Regions from separate parts of the Arachis hypogaea genome. Here region 1 is linked to region 2. Evidence: chromatin contacts called from public Hi-C data. All regions are on one chromosome and are shown on one strand. Each heading gives the region's core, a stretch centred on a gene start, on an enhancer-like site or on the middle of the called end of the contact. The rest is flanking DNA. Distances are from core to core; before and after follow the strand shown. Region 1 has its middle 16 kb from the start of LOC112789692. Region 2 holds the start of LOC112789691.

The links. Hi-C and Micro-C count contacts between places; a contact is called where the count stands out from the background.
Region 1: a Hi-C map of an unstated tissue shows a contact between it and region 2, with 4 times the contacts expected there. The contact joins the enhancer-like site here to the promoter of LOC112789691 in region 2. A contact is called at or near these places in 2 of 8 Hi-C or Micro-C datasets (leaf and an unstated tissue).

The regions. Positions count from the first base shown.
Region 1 is chr3:18,387,239-18,391,877 of arahy.Tifrunner.gnm2.J5K5, forward strand. No RefSeq gene overlaps it. Among protein-coding and RNA genes, the nearest start is that of LOC112789692, 16 kb to the left of the region's middle. Within about 2 kb of position 1,458, at least 3 of the 3 cell types and tissues checked have open chromatin away from gene starts, as enhancers often do.
Region 2 is chr3:17,930,730-17,935,271 of arahy.Tifrunner.gnm2.J5K5, forward strand. It overlaps LOC112789691, which reads right to left and starts at 2,674. Exons shown (of 8, transcript XM_029296286.2): 1 at 2,277-2,674; 2 at 307-476; 3 at 1-34.

The DNA.
Region 1 (4,639 bases), core at 208-2,707, 460 kb after region 2:
GATGGATGAAATTTTTTGAAACATTGTTCTTGCCGAAGTTTGGGAAAGAGAAAAGGATATGATTAATTTCGGTATTTTGTTAAAAAGTCAACAAAAAATTAGACTTTTGGTACTTTTGTTGAAAAGAATCTATTCTTTATGAATACAATGTTAGTTTTTTTGTTTGATGAGTATTTTTGTCAGCGTTCGTAAAATTCATGAATATTAATAGTTGCTTTTCCTTAATGATTTAACTAATTTGTATGTTATATTACTAGTTATATGCTTAACGCATGCATCTAATGTCAGAGGTGCCGCTAAGGTGAACGTTCAACTTCAACTCTGACTTTCTATTTGAAGTGCCAACTTCTTCTCTTCTTATGCTATATAAATTCATTTCTGATTTGGATCCTACACTAAAATATATTTATGTGTTCTATATATTTGTGTTTTTTTAATATTAAATATTCAGAATTTGAGAAGTTAAAGCATATAAAGATTTTATTAATATCTTACTCAATATAGTTGAGAAGTTGATAACAAAAACGTTGGTGTAATTAAAAATGTAATAAAAAGTTAGAGCATACAATAACTTTAGACTAGGGTTGCAACAGATCAGATCGGATTAGATGTGGTCAAAATTTTGCCCCGATCTATACTAAACACATCAATCGCATCAGATCGGATACAATATTTGTATTTTTTATGTTTGGATCCGCTTTGAATCGGATATCGAATTTTGCATATCAGATTGAATTGAATCCGCAAAATAAAAAATTTTCTAAAAAACTTATTTCTAATAAATTTAGAGCATAAAAAATTAAAAAACAAAAACTATACAAAATATAAATATAGAACTAGAAAATATTCCATCACTTAAAATTAAGTAGATATTTATTAAAAATTATTTTAACAAATGATTTTTATAAAAAAATTATACTATTAAATAATAATAATAATAATAATAATAATAATTATTATTATTATTATTATTATTATTATTATTATTATTATTATTATATGTTAATTTCATAGGGAATGGATCGGAGTGTGTGAGATGCGCACAAAAGAAAAAGAATTTTTCAAGTTTCTGAAAGAGAAAGACTAAACTTAACTATATATATATATATATATATATATATATATATATATATATATATATATATATATATAATGTGTTGCAGATTTACACATTAAATTTGCGGATACAGATATTTCTACAATTTGTAGATCGAAAATGGATATATATATATATATATATATATATATATATATATATATATATATATATATATATATGATTTGCGAATATTATTCGATTCATGTTCACCTATGCACACGTATTCTCTCTTCTTTCCATGGGCTTTATATATCAAATTCTTTTTGGACAAGTCTGAGTCAATTAATCCAACCCGAACAAACCTAAATCGGATAAAATCCTAAATTCCCATGTTCACCTATACACACACATTCTCTCTTCTTTCCATGGGTTTCATATATCAATTTTTTTTTAGTGGATCTGGGTCGAATAATCCAACCCAAATAAATCTAAACCGGATAAAATCCTAAATTTCAATTACAACTACTCTAACTATTCCCAAAACATAATTTAATCATAGCTAGAATGTGAATCTAGTATGCTTTTTTTTTTCTTTTGGTCATACAACACACTCATTCACACATTCTATACACACATACAAACCTAGCAACTGCACTAGGATTCGAACCTAGTATGGCTTTATTTTTGAAGCAAATATTTTTGTCACTACATCATATGCCTCAGCTACACCTGGTATGTTTTTTAATCAAGCAAATATAATTATCATTGAACCAGGCCTTGCAGTGCAAGTAAGGCTGGATGTGAGCTGAGCTGAGTCAAGCTAGATCAAATTCAAGCTCGACTCACAAAAATTGAACTTGGCTCACGGCTCGATTTATTAACAATCGAGCTTATTTTTTAAGTTCAAGCTCGGCTCACGAAAACTCACGAGTTGGATCAAATAATAAAAACATAAATATACAATCTATAATTCTATATCAATAATTATAACTTATATATTTTAAAAAATATTTAAAAATCAATTTTATATATTATTTATCTATCAATAAATTATAAATTTTGTATTTATGTCCTATATTAAAATTATATGTAAAAAATAAATATAAAATTTTAAATAATTAAGATAATTAATATATATAATTATATTTTATTATTTTATATGTATATATATAATATTAAAAATATAGATTAAATGCATATATATATATATATATATATATATATATATATATATATATATATATATATATATATATATATATATACGAGTTTAGCTCGGCTCATTTAATTTATGAGATTAATTTCAAGCTCAAACTTGACTTACCAGCTCACGAATTTAGCTCATCAAACTATTAACGAATTGAACTCGAATTGACTCATAAGTTAGCTTGACTCACTTTCAACCCTAAGTATAATGAACTGGGCCCCAGACCATTCTTATGCGAAAGCAAACTCTTTGTTTCTATACGAGTTTTATTAAGTTGCTTTGGGTGCCATACCATTCACCATCTAACCTAGGAGCCTCAGAAATGGCATGGGCTCAACCGGTAATTTCAAATGAGTGACGAGACGTGGCCGAATGAAATTGTCGAAACTTTATTCAATAAAGTCCAATTGCAAGCAAGACTTTATCCTTTATTATTATTACTTTTGGACATTTGACTTTGCAGTTTTTGACGACTTTTTGTGTATGTGTGTGCCAGTTTTTTTCCTCGTTTTTTGGAATTATGTGTGTGTGGTATTTTTTTAAATACATATCAGATTGGAACGCACTCTTGTGAGTATTTTATTAATATCCAAAATAAAATAGGCCAGGCCCAAATATGACAGGTCTCATGAATTGTGGTGCAAGTCCAAAATAGTCACAGGCCATAATTCAGAAGTGTCCACAATTATCTCCTTTTTGCTGATTACAAAACCATATCACTTCTGACCAAAACATAAAACCAATTACAAAAAAAACATATCAGCGTGTTTTTAGTAGTTTAAACTTTTATCAAATAATTCAAACAAAAAAAATCACGACTGTACAGCAAAAAAAAAAAAACGGCTCCTAAATCAGACCAAAGTAGGGCCGTCAAAATGGGCCAAGCCCATTGGGCTGGCCCGTTTACCCGTTTAAATGGGCGGGCTTTTGTCTCTAATTCAGGCCCATTTAAATTTCGGGCTAAACGGGCTGAGCCCGATTAACCCGAAAAAAATTGCGGGTTAAATGGGCTAGCCCGCGGGCTAAATGGGGGCCCGCATAAAATTTGGTTTTTTTTTTAAATTGAAATTTCAGATTTTGGCCCAGCATCATTGGGAAAAAAAATAACTCGACCCGTACAAAAATAACAAAAAGACCAATAGTCCAATATTATATATTATGCAAGATAAAAAAAATCCTTAAACCCAGCCCAAAATATAACCCAACCCATATACAATATAAGATTAAGAGTACAAAATAAAATAAAAAACTCTCTCTAACACTCACTAAAAATTGTAACGTACAAAGGAAAGGATGAAAGGAAAAGGAAAAATCACTTTAGAGTAGCCATAACCCATGCCCATGAGCCCATCAGCCTATAATCCAATAATCCATATCACCATATGCCCTAAATGCTAAATCAGTAAATTCCTAATTCTTCAATCTTCGTTTCTTGTACACACTACACAGCAAGTGAGCAAACATTCAAAGAAAAAAGAGAAAGCACACTAAAGTAGCATAAATCCCTAATTCTTCTGCACATCACCACAGCTTTACAAATTTATTGTTTATGCATGTATCCATCCTTCTTCCGGCGACAGTAACTTCTTTGTCAGTGTCATCGATGAGCATCCCCACCGTTAGAGTCTTGCGAGGCTCTCATCACCGTTAGCCCTTCAGTTTTCATTACCTCATCCATTCTTCAGTAAGCTTCTACTCTTCGTTAGTTTTCGTAGCCTTCAGTCATCACAGTCATCAATTTTCAGCCAACTATTGTAAGATTACTTTCTTGTCTTAATAATAAAATATGCATGTTATTTCTTTTCTCACAAATCTTAGGTTCTCAACATTTAGATGAATAGTATGACACTAACATCAATTATTTATGTATTCTGTTTTGTTCTAGGTTATTTTGGGTTATAATAAGGATTAATCTAATTCTGTGTTTTTATTTTTTGTTAGTGATTTAATTTGGAGTTATGGACGACTATGCAAGAGATATTGTTGATCCAAATGCTAAGGTAGAACAAATTTTTTTGGACTCAGACTCAGACTCTGATGATGACTTTGATGATGTTGTTGATGACGAAGTCTCGCCGGAAGTAACTCAAGCGACACCTCTTGTAAGTATTCCACCTGCTGCTATTGATGGGTCAAATGCTAAAAAGAGAAAACGGTTAACTACATCTAATGTCTGGGATAGCTTTACAAAAATAGTTGGGGAAGATGGAAAAACAAGGTGCAAATGTAAAGGGTGTGGAAAAGAATACAAAGGTGGGGATAGTACTCATGGTACCTCTACATTGAGACGACATATCCTTGTGTGTCGTGAACTTTCCAAATTTCATGATTTGGGAAAAATGATGCTTGATGAAGCTGGGAGGTTAAGAGCTAGACAAGTTGATCCTATGGTT
Region 2 (4,542 bases), core at 1,424-3,923:
TAATGACTCAATGTCAAAGACCCCTCCAACATACCTTCACAGGAATTAATAGAAAACATTAGAAAGCTTCTCTAGCAAGTCAAATGCAGTATGAATTGTGCTCTCAAATTCATGATCCAGTCCCCAGTGAAAAAGTTGCTTCGAAACTCTTAATTACCGAACTCGAATGAGGTAAACTATGTTAAGTGTTTCACTAATCCAAGGGAACCCCTTCAAGTTTTATAAAACTGGAATTGTTTCATTGAAAAAGAATAAGACTTGTAAGTGTTCAAACACATTGAATGTACAAAAAATTTAAGTACACACCCATCAGTTGCTTGAATCCTTTCATCTGGGGTTGCATTTTATGGAAGTTCTTTCTTGTATACAGCAAATGTGAGGATAACGCCTAGACAATTTGTTTTGAGCAGCCTGAAGAGAGCAGTTAAGACTCCTTTGCCTGACTCTCTTGCACGCAACATGTTTTCCCGGTCTTCCTGTAGATGAACAAGTGAATAACTTCAAATTTGGTAGCCATATATCGAAAACATCAAACGTGAACAATCACTAACAGTTAAGCATTCTGATGTCCACAAAGTTATACTATTTAATTCTCTATACTCCATAAGGTATCAACTCATGCAGATGAAAGAATAGGGAGAGAAAGAGAATTGAAAAAGTATCAATGTTGGAACATAAATAGTTTTGGGAATAAGCTAACAAGTGTTTAAGACCCCATAGAAGCCTTTAAAGCGAAACCTTGACTTCTCCTGCAAACATTAGAGCGAGACGTATGAAATCACATGGAAAAAAGAAGACAAAACAAAGTTTCATTGGCTTTCATGACAATAATATTAACTTAGTAAGTATGTTGTTCTTAGTTCAAATAAATATAGCTACAAAAACACAGCAAATCAGTCTAGTATAGATTTAGCTACCATAACTGTGATTCCCAAATATCAAATATCAGCCTATAGAATAGTGTGATTAGATAAGTTATGAAACAAGAAAAGATTGAAATATTCAACCAACCAAAATGAAATGGCCAGAGATTAGAATACTAGTATAGATTTAGCTACCATGACTGCGATTGCCAATAATCAAATATCAGCCTATAGATTAGTATGATTAGATAATTCATGAAACAAGAAAAGATTGAAATATTCAAGTAACCAAAATGAAATGGCCAGAGATTAGAATACTTGCATGTTTAATGTTCAGGGGAGAGTCAAACTGCATAGCCATATCCAAATTGTGAAAGGTTATTGTTTCAGTTTAGAAAACTAAATACTTCTATGATAAACCTTGGATGTAAATTCTTTTTCCTTTTTGGTTTAGAAGAAAACTAGAAATCCAAACAATAAAAAATGATCCTAAATGAGTCCTTCATTTCCTAATATGTTCTTCAAGTAATTATTTGCCATACTATAACATGGAAGTTCTTTCTTGTATACAGCAAATGTGAGGATAACGCCTAGACGATTTGTTTTGAGCGGCCTGAAGGGAGCAGTTAAGACTCCTTTGCCTGACTCTCTTGCACGCAACATATTAATGAAAAATGAAAAGTATATTTAGGTATCAATGTATCAGTCTTCTACTTACATACCAGAGATTACACAGAATTAGTTTATCAAAATCATTGACTGTGATTTGAGAAATAAAAGAACAAAAACATAGACTCACATTTACATCAAATCAGAACCACATTGGTCCCCTACATTGAGAATTACAAAAATCAAAAGCTGAAAAATATATATAGGACTACTAAATTTCAACATCATCAACAACCACCTTAGATTATTTTTTTGTTACATAACTCCTCAATCCAATTGAGAAACAAAACGAATCAGTAAAGGAAAGAAATATAAATCAATTGAAGAAAAAAGAGTCTCTAAAATTCAAAGCATGCAGTTTTTCAACAGAAGAATTCCACTTTATTTATAACAGATGCATGATAAAAAATATTATAGCATCTCAATTGGCCTAAAAAACTTAATAGCTTATGGTAGTTTCATAAACAACTAACAGTTAAACATATGATTGATCTTCAGTAAGCTTTAATTCTTTTAATTTCTTGTCTGGAGATGTCTCACCAACACTTTATTCAGTTTTTAATCTATTTTTTCACTAATCATAAATGTTACAACACTAAATGAACCTTAACATTGAGCAAAATCCCTCAAAAAAAATGTTGAACATAACAATAACAACACAATAAGAAAACTCATCAGAAGAAACACCAAGAACAAAAATAAAAAATAAAAACTAAGAAATAGGAAAAAAATCTCAAATCTTACCTCAGAAATAAAGGGAAAATGGCATGTGGAGGAGGTGTGGAAGGAGGGGCACAATGTGATTGTCGACGACAGCAAGGAACTCAATGATGGAGGAACATGCCACACCTCGGTTCGTGGCTCTTCAGATCTACTTCCAATGGAGGAGTGAAGGAACGGTCATGACTCGTGAATGAAAGCGAGGAGGAAGGGCAGTGGCAGAAACACAACGGCGACACCAAGAGAGAAGGAGAGCGCTCGAACAGAGGAGAAGGCTGTGGGGTTGCGGGGAGCTGCGATGGCTGATGCGGGGCTGCGTGGCTGCAGCAGCGACAGAGACTGCGGTGGCTGCAGCGGCGAAGAGTTTAAGGGATGAGGGCGAATGGTTATGCAGAGTATGAATGGAGTGTGAATGGTGTTCCAAGAGTTTAAGGGATTAGGGTTCTCAATGTTTCTGACGGAAAATTTAAATTACAAACGGATTTTCTGTCTGTAACCATTTCTCACTAAAAAAAATTAATTTTTCCGATGAATTTATCGACGGATTCTCTTTTCCATCTATAATTTATGCTAATCCATTTTTTTGTTTTCCGACAAAAAATTCCCCTGAAATTCCCTCTGTATTTCAGTGGGATAAAATCTGTCGGAAATATCCGTCTGTAATAACTAGTTTTCTAGTAGTGAACCAGGCTTTGGTTACTAACAATAATTTGATTTGGCACTTAGATTTTAAACCAGTTCAAACTGAAAGACCAGGAGAGTTAATTACTTACTACAAGATTGCACGTAAGGAAATTTTGCATGCTTTTCCTCTCTTTTGTTTTGTGTTCTCTATTTATTGAGAGTATTTCAGAAGAATTCTACATCTCATTTTTTACATTGTGTCTTTAGCAGGTCATTGCAAGTGGAATCTAGATCAGCTGTTTTACAATAATAACTTTAGCTGAGTAATCATTCTTGAAGGCGGAAAGGACTATCTTTATAACCACTTTTACTTTCTTTATTTTTTCATAATTGGAAAAAACATATGAAACCTTATTGGGTATATTTGTTTAATATCAGATGACATGATTATTTTGGCACCTGTAAATTTTTGCTCTAATATAACTTTATTAAGATATTAGTGTAGCTTGCCTACACTTTCAGATGATTATAACTTTAATAATGCTCCTATATCATGGTTTTCCAATTGTTCCCCTTAACATATGTATTTTCCTGAAGGAAATTTTTCAAAAGATCAACCTCTTTTATTGTGCTTTACTTTCCTTTGACACCTACACGTTCTCTTTATCAAAGGGGTTATGAATTTCTATGATTAGAAACTTTTTTCAAGGTTTGATTTTTCATTTGTTGTCATTTATACTTTGGAAACATGTTCTGTTCAGCAGTAATTAAGTATTCGTCCATCTTTGATATTTTTTATTGTTTTGTGTAGTAGCATTCAGCCCTCTTTGCTTTGTAATAGTGCTTTACGCAACCTTAATAAGCAAGTCTAAAAAAGTGGAATTAGGTTTATACAAGACATAAGAATCAGTTGTCAACAGTTAAATGTCAAATAAGTAATCTAGAGTCAATGTTCTTTTGTACTATACCTTTAAATCTATAGATTCAAGACTTCAAGTCAATGATTCTTTTGTACTATACCTTTAAATTTATAGATTCAAGACTTCAAGTCAATGATCAAAATACTATGTAAAACGTGTAATGCGAGCCCTTTTCTTTTATACTGATGTTGCTGGTGATGTCATCGTCTCTTGCTTTATTAGAGAGGTAGAAAGACTAATTCTCCAAAAAGATAGTGAGATTGCGCTCTACACTAAAATTGTCTCTGAGATTTCAATTGTCCTAATTACGTTTTTGAGATTGGAAAAATTACACCATATGAGAGTTTCTGGTCCATTTTTCGTTAATGACATGCTGACATGACTCGATAACGTGGATCTTTGGTAACACATGTCAACTCATGATTTTGCCACGTGTAACGGTATGATAACGTGTCGGTCAGCGACACGTGGCATGCTGACGTGAATGGTTATGTCACGTGTCACAATGCTGTTTGCCACGTGTCGAATTATGCCACGTGTTACAATGTTATTTGTCCATGTGTCATTTACTATGTCATTATTACATATGCACTAAATTGGTCCCTTTACTTTGCATCAAATGACTCATTTTAGTCCCTAAAATTGAATGTCGTGCACCAAATTAGTCAATTTCATCATTTTGTTGTCATTTTCTTTTGTAAATTTAAAATTCTCAATATTTTTTGATTACACTAATTATAATTATA